2 separate regions of the Mus musculus genome follow, and region 2 is linked to region 1. The links are chromatin contacts, called in public Hi-C maps. All regions are on one chromosome and are shown on one strand. Each heading gives the region's core, a stretch centred on a gene start, on an enhancer-like site or on the middle of the called end of the contact. The rest is flanking DNA. Distances are from core to core; before and after follow the strand shown. Region 1 overlaps Gm27008 (a long non-coding RNA gene). Region 2 holds the start of Kcna10 (potassium voltage-gated channel, shaker-related subfamily, member 10).

The links. A called contact is a pair of places that touch in the nucleus more often than the background predicts.
Region 2: a contact with region 1 is called in a Hi-C map of cerebral cortex, with 2.6 times the contacts expected there. The contact joins the promoter of Kcna10 here to the enhancer-like site in region 1. A contact is called at or near these places in 11 of 39 promoter capture datasets (the C10 cell line, the HPC-7 cell line, HPC-7-derived erythroid cells and 6 more), 1 of 15 datasets of contacts at CTCF or cohesin (large pre-B cells), 27 of 484 Hi-C or Micro-C datasets (B cells, the Ba/F3 cell line, CD4 T cells and 18 more), 6 of 115 datasets of contacts at active chromatin or transcription factors (CD8 T cells, T-cell acute lymphoblastic leukemia, astrocytes and 3 more) and 3 of 9 other capture datasets (adipose tissue, liver and macrophages).

The regions. Positions count from the first base shown.
Region 1 is chr3:106,955,020-106,961,093 of GRCm38.p6, reverse strand. All of the region lies in intron 1 of Gm27008 (a long non-coding RNA gene), which reads left to right. Among named protein-coding and RNA genes, the nearest start is that of Gm27008, 24 kb to the left of the region's middle. Within about 2 kb of position 3,648, at least 26 of the 459 cell types and tissues checked have an H3K27ac peak or open chromatin away from gene starts, as enhancers often do. A contact at or near this core is called in brain, cerebral cortex, cortical neurons and 1 more, where this site is marked.
Region 2 is chr3:107,179,662-107,185,735 of GRCm38.p6, reverse strand. Kcna10 (potassium voltage-gated channel, shaker-related subfamily, member 10) reads right to left here and starts at 2,593. Exons shown (of 2, transcript NM_001081140.1): 1 at 2,491-2,593.

The DNA.
Region 1 (6,074 bases), core at 2,399-4,898:
TAAGCCTCATCCCTTGCCTTTTAAGGCTCTTTCATCTTATATGCTCTTCAATATTTTAGCTATTGCCTTGATTACTCTTACATTTAGGACAATTGTGGTGGACTCCAGCACTAGACAGAAATAAACAGATCCAAGTTATATGGTGTACCTCTTATTTATTCTTTCAATATTTAATGAAAAATCTTCCTGTTATAGATATATTTGATTTCCTGTAGTGGAGCTATGAAAGGGCCCCAAAATGACTTAGTCCTAATGGAATTTCACAGTATTGCTGGCAGATGTGCTGTAAAACTGTGAAATGTTGAGTCATGATTAAGACAGTTTAAGACAAGAGAAGATTTAGCAGAAAAACACTTGACTGACAGCCAAGCAAGTTCTGTAGACGAGAATGCTGTAGTTTTGGGATATTATATATTACTTTCAGGAGACTGAATTAATTGGACTGGGTTTAGTTCAAGGAATTTGGTATTTCAATTAAAATGCATCACAAAAGAGCCATGACAGGTAGTTTGGAAATTAAAGGAAGGTGAAGGAATAGATACTACTTTCATCTTAATCTCATGAACTAAGAAGAATGATTTCATGGTTATAAGACAAAAGTATACCACATTTGTAGTGTTTTAAGCATTAAGTATGGAAAGAAGAAGAACACAAACATTTATTTTCAAAAATCCTCATTGAATCAGGTAGAGAAGAGAAATACCATAGATTCTCACTCACACATGGAAATAAATATAATTGATTATCATAGAAGACAGATTATACAGATAGAGTACTGGATTAAAAGAGGTTGATATATGAAGGGGATAGAAAGGAAAGTGTTAGAGACATGAGCTCTGGGGATACTGATTAGTTCATATTGTTGTTCCACCTACAGGGTTGCAGACCCCTTCAGCTCCTTGGGTACTTTCTCTAGTTCCTCCATTGGGGGTCCTATGTTCCATCCAATAGATGACTGTGAGCATCCACTTCTGTATTTGCCAGGCACTGGCATAGCCTCATACGAGACAGCTATATCAGGATCCTTTCAGCAAAATCTTGCTGGCATGAGCAATAGTGTCTGGGTTTGGTGGCTGATTATGGGATGGAACCCTGGGTGGGGTAGTCTCTGGATGGTCCATTTTTTGCAGATGATGGCCTAGTCAGCCATCATTGGGAAGAGAGGCCCCTTGGTCTTGCAAACTTTATATGCCCCAGTACAGGGGACTGCCAGGGCCAAGAAGTGCGAGTGGGTGGGTAGGGGAGCAGGGAAGGGGGAGGGTATAGGAAACTTTCAGGATAGCATTTGAAATATAAATAAAGAAAATATCTAATAAAAAAAGAAAAAAAGAAAGGAAAGTTGGGTAATAATAATAATAATACACACACACACGTATGCAAGGTATGATGTCATATACTTTAACATCAGCATTTGGAAGACAGACATATGTGGATCCCTATGAGTTTGAGGCTAGTTTGGTCTACATAGTGAGTTCCAGGTTAGCCAAGGATACACAATGAGCCCCTATCTTAAAAAAACAGTAAACTTAGTTGGGAAGATTAACTTCTAGTTTTGTATATAGAGTACAGCATGGGAACTATTAATAATAATAATCTAATACATTCAATAGCTAGAAGGGAGACTTTTGAATATTTCCAACTTGAAGAAATGATAAATATCTGCAGTGATAGGATATATTTTGATTACTTTGATTTGACTGCTGCATCCTATCATCTGTGCTGTATTGTATTGTACCACATGCTATGAATATGTATAATGATTTTGTCAATTAAAATTTTGAAAATATAAAATTTGAATACATTGAAAGACATCAGGGATTCTTACATACAGGGGAAAGGGCACATAAGAACACGGTGAGAAACTGTTCAAAGACAAAGATTTAGGAGAAAGATTTATTCTTTGATCTTGGGCTTCTGATCTGATGACGTATGAGAAAAATAAATCTCGTGTTGCTTAAGCCAAAACAAGTAACCATAACACCTATGAGTCTCCTTTGTTCTCTGACCCAAGGCTAGGGCAAGATAACTGTCCTAGTTGTCATGGCTCCTGAATTCTTGGGCCATACAAACCAGAAGTAGGATGTATACATTTCTGGGGTCAAAGAGGAGAATCCAGGATGTAGTGCTTTGAGGGTTAGGAGAGGAAGTTTAAAGTGACATTTTAGTTGAGATTTAAAGTTCAAGTAGGAATCAAGGGTGATTGGAAATGTCAGATGATTATTAAAACATGCACAGTGGATCATAAATGAAAAGTCTACTTTTGAAAAGAGATGTGTAGTTTTCTAGAGCCCACTGTTTGAGGCAAGGAGTCATAAGAGTTGTAGCTGGAGAACTATATAGAAAGCAGATCGTACATGGCCTTGGGCTTTGAACGGAAAAGCAGGTCCTACGCAAGGAGAGAGATTCACAGCTTGAAAGGTGTTTATCAGAGAATAACATGAATCCTGTTCTCTCAAAAGTCCTTTCAAGGAGCTTGTGTGGAGTAGAATGGATGGGGAAGATAGCCCATCTTGGGGTCTATTACTATATCCACTTAGGCAAAAGCGAACAGTATGAGGAACTCTACCCCATAGGATTGAGAGCAGATGGGTTTGTCAGATCGTTGGGAGTCAGACTCTATAAGATTAGTGTTGAGTTGAATACAAAATGTGAGAGAGATGAGTAGGGAGTGAAGATGCCTCACAGTTCTGGCTCTTGCTGCATTGCACTTTCTTTTTGTGGGTGACTGACTCATCAAGCCAATGGATCTGAGTATTGAGTCTCTAAGTGATTTATTTGGCTGAGTGTTCTGTAGATGGATCTGTATCTTCCCACTTATAGTCCCCACTGCTGTTCTCATCTCTGAATTCTGTATCTTATGTTCTCTCTTGAGACTTTACCTAAGTTCCAGGAAGACTCTGACTGGGCATAAGGGGTGATACAGGGGAAGACTAGGGAATTAAAGATGGTTGCATGTTTCAATTTGCTGTTTTATTTCCAAGAAAATAACCTCCTTTCCGACTTCAGTATTTGCTTTGAGCTACAGGATAAATCCCCTGTCTATTTTTGTCTGCCACTCAGTGTCAACGTGGTGATACTTGGAGAAATGGACGAATAGTTTTTCTATATCACAGAGGGCAAGGAAGACATGAACTTACTTACTTGTTATTTCCTTTCTTTCTGAGTACCTACCAGTATCTTTCCTTGGAAGGTTGGGAAGGGGAACCAAAGAAAGCATTGTTGGTTCTGTGGAGGTTAAAGCACCCCTTGTCTTGTTTTTTGAGCTGAAAATCCGTCAAAGGCAAAACAAACATCAGAGCGGAACTGTCATCTGCTAATCAAGATGTGTAGGTGAAAGGGAAGGCTAGGGAGCAAGAGAGAGATGCCTGACAGATGGCGCAGTTTCCCACAGACAGAGGACACCTGGACCACTGCACAGGGGCCAGGGGATGCATGAAGGAAATTAAACGTGCCCAGCACAGGCTTCTGGCAGGGATGGGCAGAGGATGCCTTTGGAGCCATCTTTCTGGACAGCACCTTTAAGCTGCTATAGTTATTTTAGGGAAAGCCTGGATATTTCTCTAACCTTTCCCACTCTGCCTTAGAAACAAGAGGATGTAGCTCAGTCTGCAGTGGAAATGACAGTGCAGCAGGAGGCATCAATTGTGTGAGTTTTTGAGACTGACTAGAGCTGTTCCAAACGAGCTTTTCCACAAGCTGGGGTGGAGCGCTGCAGAGTGTGATGGGGGCCCTTGTTTCCATCAGCTTTTCAAAACATTCCCAAGAAGTTTGATCTTGCTTGGCAGGAACTTCCTACCGGCTGTGCTGGTGAAATAAGGGGGACTTGCCATTTTGAGCTATTTTTCATCCTGGTGACACTTTTTGAAGAACTACATCATTAGCCAGGCTGAAAGTGGTTTTCAAACATTTCTCTGCTCAGGCATTCCAGTCAGGGCTAGAGAGGCTGGTGCGGAGAGGGGGGTGACCCTGGAACCATGCAGGAGGGGGGATGGCCCTGCTTTGGGGCTGCATTGTTTTCAGAGCTAGCAAAGGGTAGTGAGTAGAGTCTTTGTGGGTGTGTCATCCCCCCAAAAGTCAGGAAGAGTAGCCTCACACTCTACTGATGTGTCTTAAGATGCTTTCTGGAGTTTCATCCAGGCCCTTCAACCTCACTTTTATGTCTCATCAGAAACTGATGAGCTCCGGTCTCTGTGAGAGGATCCTCTGATCACAGAGATTTTAAAACCCAAATTCTTAGTTTTTATTCTTAAAATATTGAATTTCTTTTTTCTTTTCTCTTCTTTTCTTTTCCTTCCTTCCTTCCTTCCTTCCTTCCTTCCTTCCTTTCTTTCTTTCTTTCTTTCTTTCTTTCTTTCTTTCTTTCTTTCTTTCTTTCTTTCTTTCTTTCTTTCTTTCTTTCTTTTTTAAGTGGATTTTCAGTCAGACATGGAGGCTTACCTCTATAATGCCAGCTAAGACAGGAGGATTGTCCTGAGTGCTAAGGTAGTCTGGAAAACAGGATGCAATCCAGACAAGTCTGTGTTACAGAATGAAATCCTATCTTGTTCCCTCTTCACAAAAGAAAAGTGTTGGGGGGGGGGCGGTAGGGGGGTGGAATCTTGGAGCTGACTTTAGAGTCCCTGAATGTGATGATTTACATTGGGAAGTGGCCACCTGCATTCTTTTTTTCTTTTTTGACAGGGTTTTTCTGTATAGCCCTGGCTGTCCTGGAACTCACTTTGTAGACCAGGCTGGCCTCAAACTCAGAAATCTGCCTCCTGAGTGTTGGGATTAAAGGTGTGTGCCAGCACTCCAGTCAGCCACCTGCATTCTTAACAAGCCTCTGGGGGGTATAAAATCCACACAGACGTTTGGAAAGTGTTATGTTTGAACATCTGTTCCTGAGCATTCTACCCTCCTTGGCTGTAGAATTTCTGTAGCTAGGGGACTCAGAGCCACTGTGGGCTTGTGCCACAACAGTGGTTCTGCGAGTTCCAGCTGAGAAATGCTGGAAAACCCAGGTCCAAAACAGAGGCTACCACAGGGCAGCCGCCAGGGCGCTGCTGGAAATTCAGAGGGAGCTGTCAGGCCCCTCAGCCAGCTGGGAGCTCGGCTCTGATTCTGAAATGTCAGGGCTTCTCAGGATGCCTCTCTGGAGAGCTGACTGCTCCCAAAGAACGAGATAATAATTGCATTGAAAATTCAGGAGAAGCAGAAGGCTTGTAGAACACGTTGGGAATTTTAATCACTTTCTCAGAATGGCTTTGATTAACATGCCTTCCAGCCCTTTCTAGGTGTGTCCAAAGCCTTCCTAGTTTTAGCTGACAGGTAATTAGTGCTCTAGCTGAGAAGGGAATGGCAGGCTGCTCAGATCAACTAAGACAATGCATACAAAGACACCACAGCAACTGTAAAGGCTCCAGCTGGAAAGGAGAGCTCCTGACCCCAAATGCAGTTCAGACTCCTTTCACCCGGAGCCACTCAAAGACCCATACACATCAAATCATCTAACACCATTGCTCGGTTGCTCAAGCTGTCTTCCTCCTGTCCAGAATGCACCGGAGATCTGTGCTTTTTTCTGCCTACAGACTCTACTCATTTCTCCAGGCTGAGTTCATGTCAGATGGCTTGGGAGCAAGGCCCTTCTCCCTGGCAGAATCAAGCACTCTGTGCTTTCCCATGTTAAGGCATTTTGAAAAGAAAAAACCTGTACAGTTTCTGGCATGTAGTAATTACACAGAAAATATTCTCTTCATTTAGCTCAGTTTCTTTCTATGCATGTCTGTCTCTTCCAGCATAAGAAATGAGCTTCTCAATCTTGGTATTCAACAATGACTACACAAAGCCTGGCTAATGAATGCTCAACAAATGTCTGCTGAATTAAAGCAAGAATATCAGTAAGAGCACATAACCTGGAAGATGTGAGAGAGAACGGACTTGCTCAGATGGGAGTCCTTTCCAAACACCAGATCACCCTGGGTTCATCCAAGAACTATAAGGACAAAAGGAACACATGTGATTCTAATCTATAAGTACCAAGAAAATCCTACCAATATCCCCACAAGGATAGCATGCAGTCTTGTTTATCACTGGTG
Region 2 (6,074 bases), core at 1,344-3,843, 230 kb before region 1:
AAGGTTTAGGATCAGCCCTTTCATCTTCCGTGATCTGACAACGTGCTGCAATTCATCATGGATGAATTAACTTAAGATCTCCCCCTACCCCTTCCTTCCTTTATCCTCCTATGAGGCACTTTGCTTAGCCATGTGGTCACAAGCATGGGAGCAGAGGCAGCCAGCAAACTCCAGCTCCTGTGGCCCTGAGCAGGTTGCTTCCTCTTTGTGATTCTTCTTCTCTACAATGCAGAGGCTACGGACATCTAGGAAAACTCCATGTGGAACCTTAGGAAAACTCTAGGTACTATGACAAGGACTATGTAGAAGTTGGTTGTGATGTATGTCGGAGGCTGGACTTGGCGCCTTGGCCTATATTTACAAAATCCTTATCATCATTGCTGTTATCATCGTTATCACCATCATCTTGACACAGGGTCTTGCTATGTGGCCCAGGTTGAACTTAAACACGAAATCCTCCTGCTTTTGCGTCCTGAGTTATGAGGTCACAGGTGTGTGCCCCTCTCCCAGTTGTTGGCTTGGTTTTGAGAATACTGTTAGGGCTGACCGTTGCTCCCATTCTAGCCTGAGCTCACTCTGACTTTCCCTTATCCTAAGGCATGCTCTAGTCTTTCTTTCACTGCTCTGTAAAGGCCTCCTTCTCCCCAGCCATCTTGCTCTGTCATCTCCAAAGTCCAGCCGCCGACATACATCACAACCAACTTTTACGTAGTCCTTGTCATAGTACCTAGAGTTTTCCTAAGATTCCACATGTGCGTAGCCTCTGCATCGTAGAGAAGAAGAATCACAAAGAGGAAGCAACCTGTTCAGGGCCACATAAGCTAGAGTTTGCTGGCTGCCTCTGCTCCCATGTTTGTGACCACATGGCTAAGCAAGGGCCGCATAGGAGGATAAAGGAAGGAAGGGGTAGGGGGAGATCTTAAGTTAATTCATCCATGATGTCCTCTGTCTGCCTGATCCTCCCTGCCCCCTGTCTTACCATGATCTCTGTTCAGACATTCCCTCTCATCTAGGTGTCTGTTGTGGACTTCTTGATCCTTTCTGTCCCCCCTATGCAGGCCCCAGGGAATTCCTCCTTCCAGCTAGAATGGACCCAGGCTAGAATGGACCCAGGCATCCCAGCTAGAGGTCTCCAGGGGACTCCCATTACTCCTAGTCTAGCCAGCATCCTCCGTGTGCCTCTGTCTCCTATGTTGTGGTGGGACCTGGGACCAATTCCAGCTATGTGAACACATGTGACATCTATCAGGGGATAGAGGGGAGCAATGAGCTTGGCTCTGGTTCCAGCTGGCAGCAGTCACTCCCTACACATTCTGCATTGCTTCCCTTTCCCTGTGGAGGTAGCCTAGGGCCAGGCCACCAAGACCTGTGCCCTTATGTTGACACTGGATACAAGATGCCATATGCCACCCTCTCTTTTTTGTAAGTACCTACAAACTTCCTAACAGCCCTGTTTCAAAACTGTTTCTCTTCCTTCTCCTCCTCCTTCTCCTTCTTCTCCTCCTCCTCCTCCTCCTCTTCCTCCTCCTCCTCCTCCTCTTCCTCCTCCTCCTCCTCCTCCTCTCTTTCCCCCTCCTCTTCTTTGTTTTTGTTTTTTAAAGACAAATTTTCCTCTACGTAGTCCAGGCTGGCCTGGAGCTCATGATGTCCTTGGTTCATCTTTCTTGTGTTAGAATTACAGGTGTGTGCCACCATAGCTAGCTGTTTGCAGGATTTCTGAAGCTATGTGACCTTGAAAGAGTTCCTTCATTTCTTTGCTTTTAAATCCCCTAATCAGGAAAGCAGGCATGATAACAATGTTTACAGAGAGATCCAGGACAAAGATTCATATCCTTGCCTAACCCCAGGCCTTAGAACAATATGCTATATTGAACACAGAAGAACCACGGAAAGAAAATATTTGTTGAATAATTCATTGTTTGCGACAGAAAAGCATCATTTAGGAAACAAAGCCCTGATAGTAGAATCGTAGGCATCTGCCTATGGGAGTGGAGTGGGCTTATGAAAGTGGGGTGGGTGGAAGGGTTTGTTATACGTCTGACAGAACACACTAAAGCTAGTGTCTTCCTGCCTCTAGCTTCCCAAGGCTTGCTCTCCTGTTGACTTTATGTGGACACTGAGCATGGAGGTCATGGAGGGTACTCTGTGTGTGGGGGGTCCTTAAGTCCTGGTAGGACTCCATAATCTCTGGAGTGTGAGGATGTAGTGGACAGCTATGCTTTCTTCATGTTGAAGGTCAAAACCCAGACTGAAGCTGGTGTTCTTGGAATACCTCAAGCTAAACAGCTGGGAAAGCAGACCATAAGAAGACTGCAGCTTCCTAAGAGCATGCTGGGAAGGGAGCCAGCTTGGCTGGCTGACACTTGTTGCCATGCGTGCAATTGAATTTTCCCAGAATGCCTCCAGTCCTCTAGGAGAATGCCACTGGGAGCCTGGGATGGAAGAAACTGAAGAGTGGGCCCAGTGAAGACAGCATGGGTTAGCACTCACCAGCAGGAGTGGTGTCTCGGACCCAGTGGGCCTCCGCAGCTCTGCTGGGGTCAGCTGGCCATAGCAGATGGGATGTGCTGGTCTCAAGGTCCACAGGAAGACTGGCAGGGAGGATCCTGGTCAGCAGATACTTGGGATTCAGAAATCCTATCCCTGGGTGAAACAGGATCTCTCTGCCTCTCTCTGCCCATGGAGGAAGATTCAGAGAGAATATCCAGCTCTGTTGGGTGGCAGGGTGCAGAATGCCTGGGGACAGGGGACAGGGTGAGCTGGGGTAAGGACAACTGGCAGCTTCATTGCTGAAGGCACACAGGTCACTTACTGACCAGGAAGCTTAGTTAGTCACTAACTTGAGATACTTTCTAAAGCCAGTGTGACATGTGGGTAATGGAGTTGAGCAGTGGGGACTGGGTATCTCCACATGAGTGCTAGAGGCCAGAAGACCTTGCCACAAGTGGGTTTAGGGAGTATCCGAGTTGTTATTATGTGTTATTATTTGTATGACATGTGCATGTGAGTGCACGAGCATTCGTGCACATGTTTGTGTGTGTGCATGTGCACACGCATGCCATGGCAAGCATATGAAAATCAGTGGCTAACTTTCAGAAGTAGGTTCTCTCCTTCCAATGTGGGCTCCTTGGATTGAACGCAGGTTGTCAGGCTCACATGCCAGTGAATTGTCAGTCTGCTTTGTAGATGACCACAGGTAAAAATCAGCTTTCTTCGGTCTGTAGGATAAAGCAAGGCTTAGCTGCCAGTCATTGACTTTGACCTCCAGGAAGGCATCCATGCACTGCTGGTGACAGAGAAAAAGCCTTGTCCAACTTGCCCAGCACCAAGGACCTGGGTGAGATATGAACACCAGAGCTCAGAAACAGAGAGCCCAGCTGCTGTTGGTGGCATTGTGGTGTCATCGAGAGGCTGAGAACACACACTTCACACTCTCCTCCTGCCTCTAACCCAGGCCTCCTGCCAGACTTTGCATGTGATATTTGGGACCAACTACCCTTTTCTTTTCTCAGTCCTAGTCAGACCAAGGAGTGGCTCACTGAGGATGCTGGGTCTCCTCTTTGAATGTAGGAGTCTGGATGGGACTCAGTTGCTGAGTCCCAAAAATTCCTTCAGATCTTGGTCTACTAGGGATGGGGGAAGGGTTAGTGATGGTGGCAACTTAATAACTTGTTACAGCTTCATGTATTCCAGCTGGCTGTATTGGCTAAAGTTCTCCAGAGGAACAGAACAAATTGGATGTAAATATAAAAGGAGGGGCTTTATTAACTTTAAGAGAGACTTCACCAGATTGACTTGTACAATCAGAGGTTGAATGGTCCCACCATGGTTGCCTATAGACTGGAGAACTGGGGAAAGCAGTAGCTGTTCCAAGAATCTAGAAGCCATATAGCAGGAGATATGCTACAGCCTCAGTCCCAGATTTATGGCTTGGACCCCTCGGGAGCATCACTGGTACAAGTCTGTCTACAAAAGCTGAAGCATTCGGAGACTGATGGCTACAAGTGACATCACAACTGACACACCCACTCAAGAAGGATCAGGTGGGCATTTTTTTTGCTTGTGAGCTCTGCTTTCTGCCTCCAGCCTACAAGACAGTGCCACTCACTTTCAGAGTGGCAGCTTGCATCTGTGTTCTCTGACCTACATGCCCAGTGTTTGTGGCAGCATCCTCGCAGACATACTTAGAAGTGTGCTTCTTGGTCCAGTCAAGTTGATAACTAAGATAAACCATCACGTTCATTATTGGATGCAGAAACTCTGCTGGATGCTTGAGTGACAAAGAGCCCAAACACGAGCTCCTTTCAAGGTGCTTATGGTCCAGAGGGTGCTCCAACAGACTCCAACAGAACCGGTCAGTTTTCTACTGGGAGATATGCATCATGTCATCGATGATCTCAAAGGATGCTGCTCACCTTGGTCAAGAACTGTTAGAATCACAGCTGAATAATAGGAGAGAATAGAGGCCCCATGAGGAGTAGACTTTCTATGGGTGGAGAAAGCCTCACCTTTCTCATATCTTATTTGTTCTTTACATTTCTATTCTTAGAAGAATCAATTGAGAAAAGTGAAACATGAATATGTTTGAATTTCATGTGCAAACATATTCACAGAGAAAATACCCAGGAGATAGCCTGGAGCTGGTCATAGCATTCACTGAACACTACACACAGCAGTTAATATTTCTCAAGCACTTATGACAGATCAGGTACAGGGCCAGGTGCCCTGCCTGTGTTAGTTCATTCAATCCCACAGCGACCCAAGTGATTTCTGGTATTGTTCCAGTTATACAAATGGGGAAACTGTGTCACTAGAGAAGTAAAGTTGCTCAAGGTTTTGAGATATCAGAGCTGAATTGGGAATCCGGGCTTGAAGACACCAGCTCTATGCTCATGGGCTGAAGGAGTTGTAAGCAGGGCAGCTAGTGGCTGTGGGGTGGAGGAACTGACTCTGCTTGAGTGAGAGCATCTTTGCAAGGGGGCATCTGAATCAAAACAAAGATGGTGGAGACTGAGAAAAGGGTGCAGGGAAGAAGGCATTCCATGGAGAAGAGACCCTTTGAGGGTGAAGCAGTTAAAGACCAGAGAGGAATTCCCTTGTGACACAAGTGTGGAGCATAGGAAGGAAGGGTGTATAGGCTTTGAATAAGTTGGTGTGGTGCTTTGAATAAGAATGCCCCCCCATAGACTTGTCCTTCAGATGGAGAAACTACTTGGGAAGGATTGGGAGGTGTGGCTTTTTTGGAGAAGGTGTGACACTTGAGGGGACTTTGAGGTTATAAAAGATTCCCACCACCTCAAGTGTTCGCTCTCTCCTCCTTGAGGTCAAGGTGTATGCTCTCAGCTGTTCCTGTAGCCACCTGTCTTCTCTGCCATCATAGACTTTAACACTCTGAAACAATTAGTATGGTTAAATGCTTTCTTTTATGAGTTGCCTTGGTCATGGTGTTTTGTCACAGCAATAGAAAACTAAGACAGTTGGGTAGTACCTACACAGGTTACCACTCATTCAAGACTGATGGTATGGTCTGGTCACCAACTGGAATGCATGCTGGCAACTACCCAATCTGACTGAGCCTGAGGCTGGATGACCATGGAGGAAGGAGTTGAGATCCAAGAGACAGGGCATTTACACCCAGGAAGGGTGGGCCCTTATCCGTGTCATCCTCTTCCTCCTCATCTTTTATTTAGAGCAATCTTTCCACAGAGTCCAATATTTAAAGCAGATGAATGAAGGGTAGAATCCCGAGTCCTGCCTGCTTAGCCTCCTGGTTCCCTGTTCCTTGGAGTCCTACCAGCTTCTCAGAGCACAGTCTTCCTACAGGCAACATCATGGCTATTTCCGGTGCTGCCTGGGTGAGAGGTCTTCTGTTCTCTTCTCTGCAGCAAGCAGGCAAGTGCCATGGTGCCATTTTGTCCTTGCCTGAGAACCTGATCTCCTTGCTCTCCACTCTGACCTCTGGATCGTTTACCACCCTCAGCCCTGGAGCAGGGCCAGAGGCCCAGTGCCTCCATCTGACCAATTGGACACTGAGCCATGTAAAATGAACTCCCTTATCAGATCCTGGGGCCTCT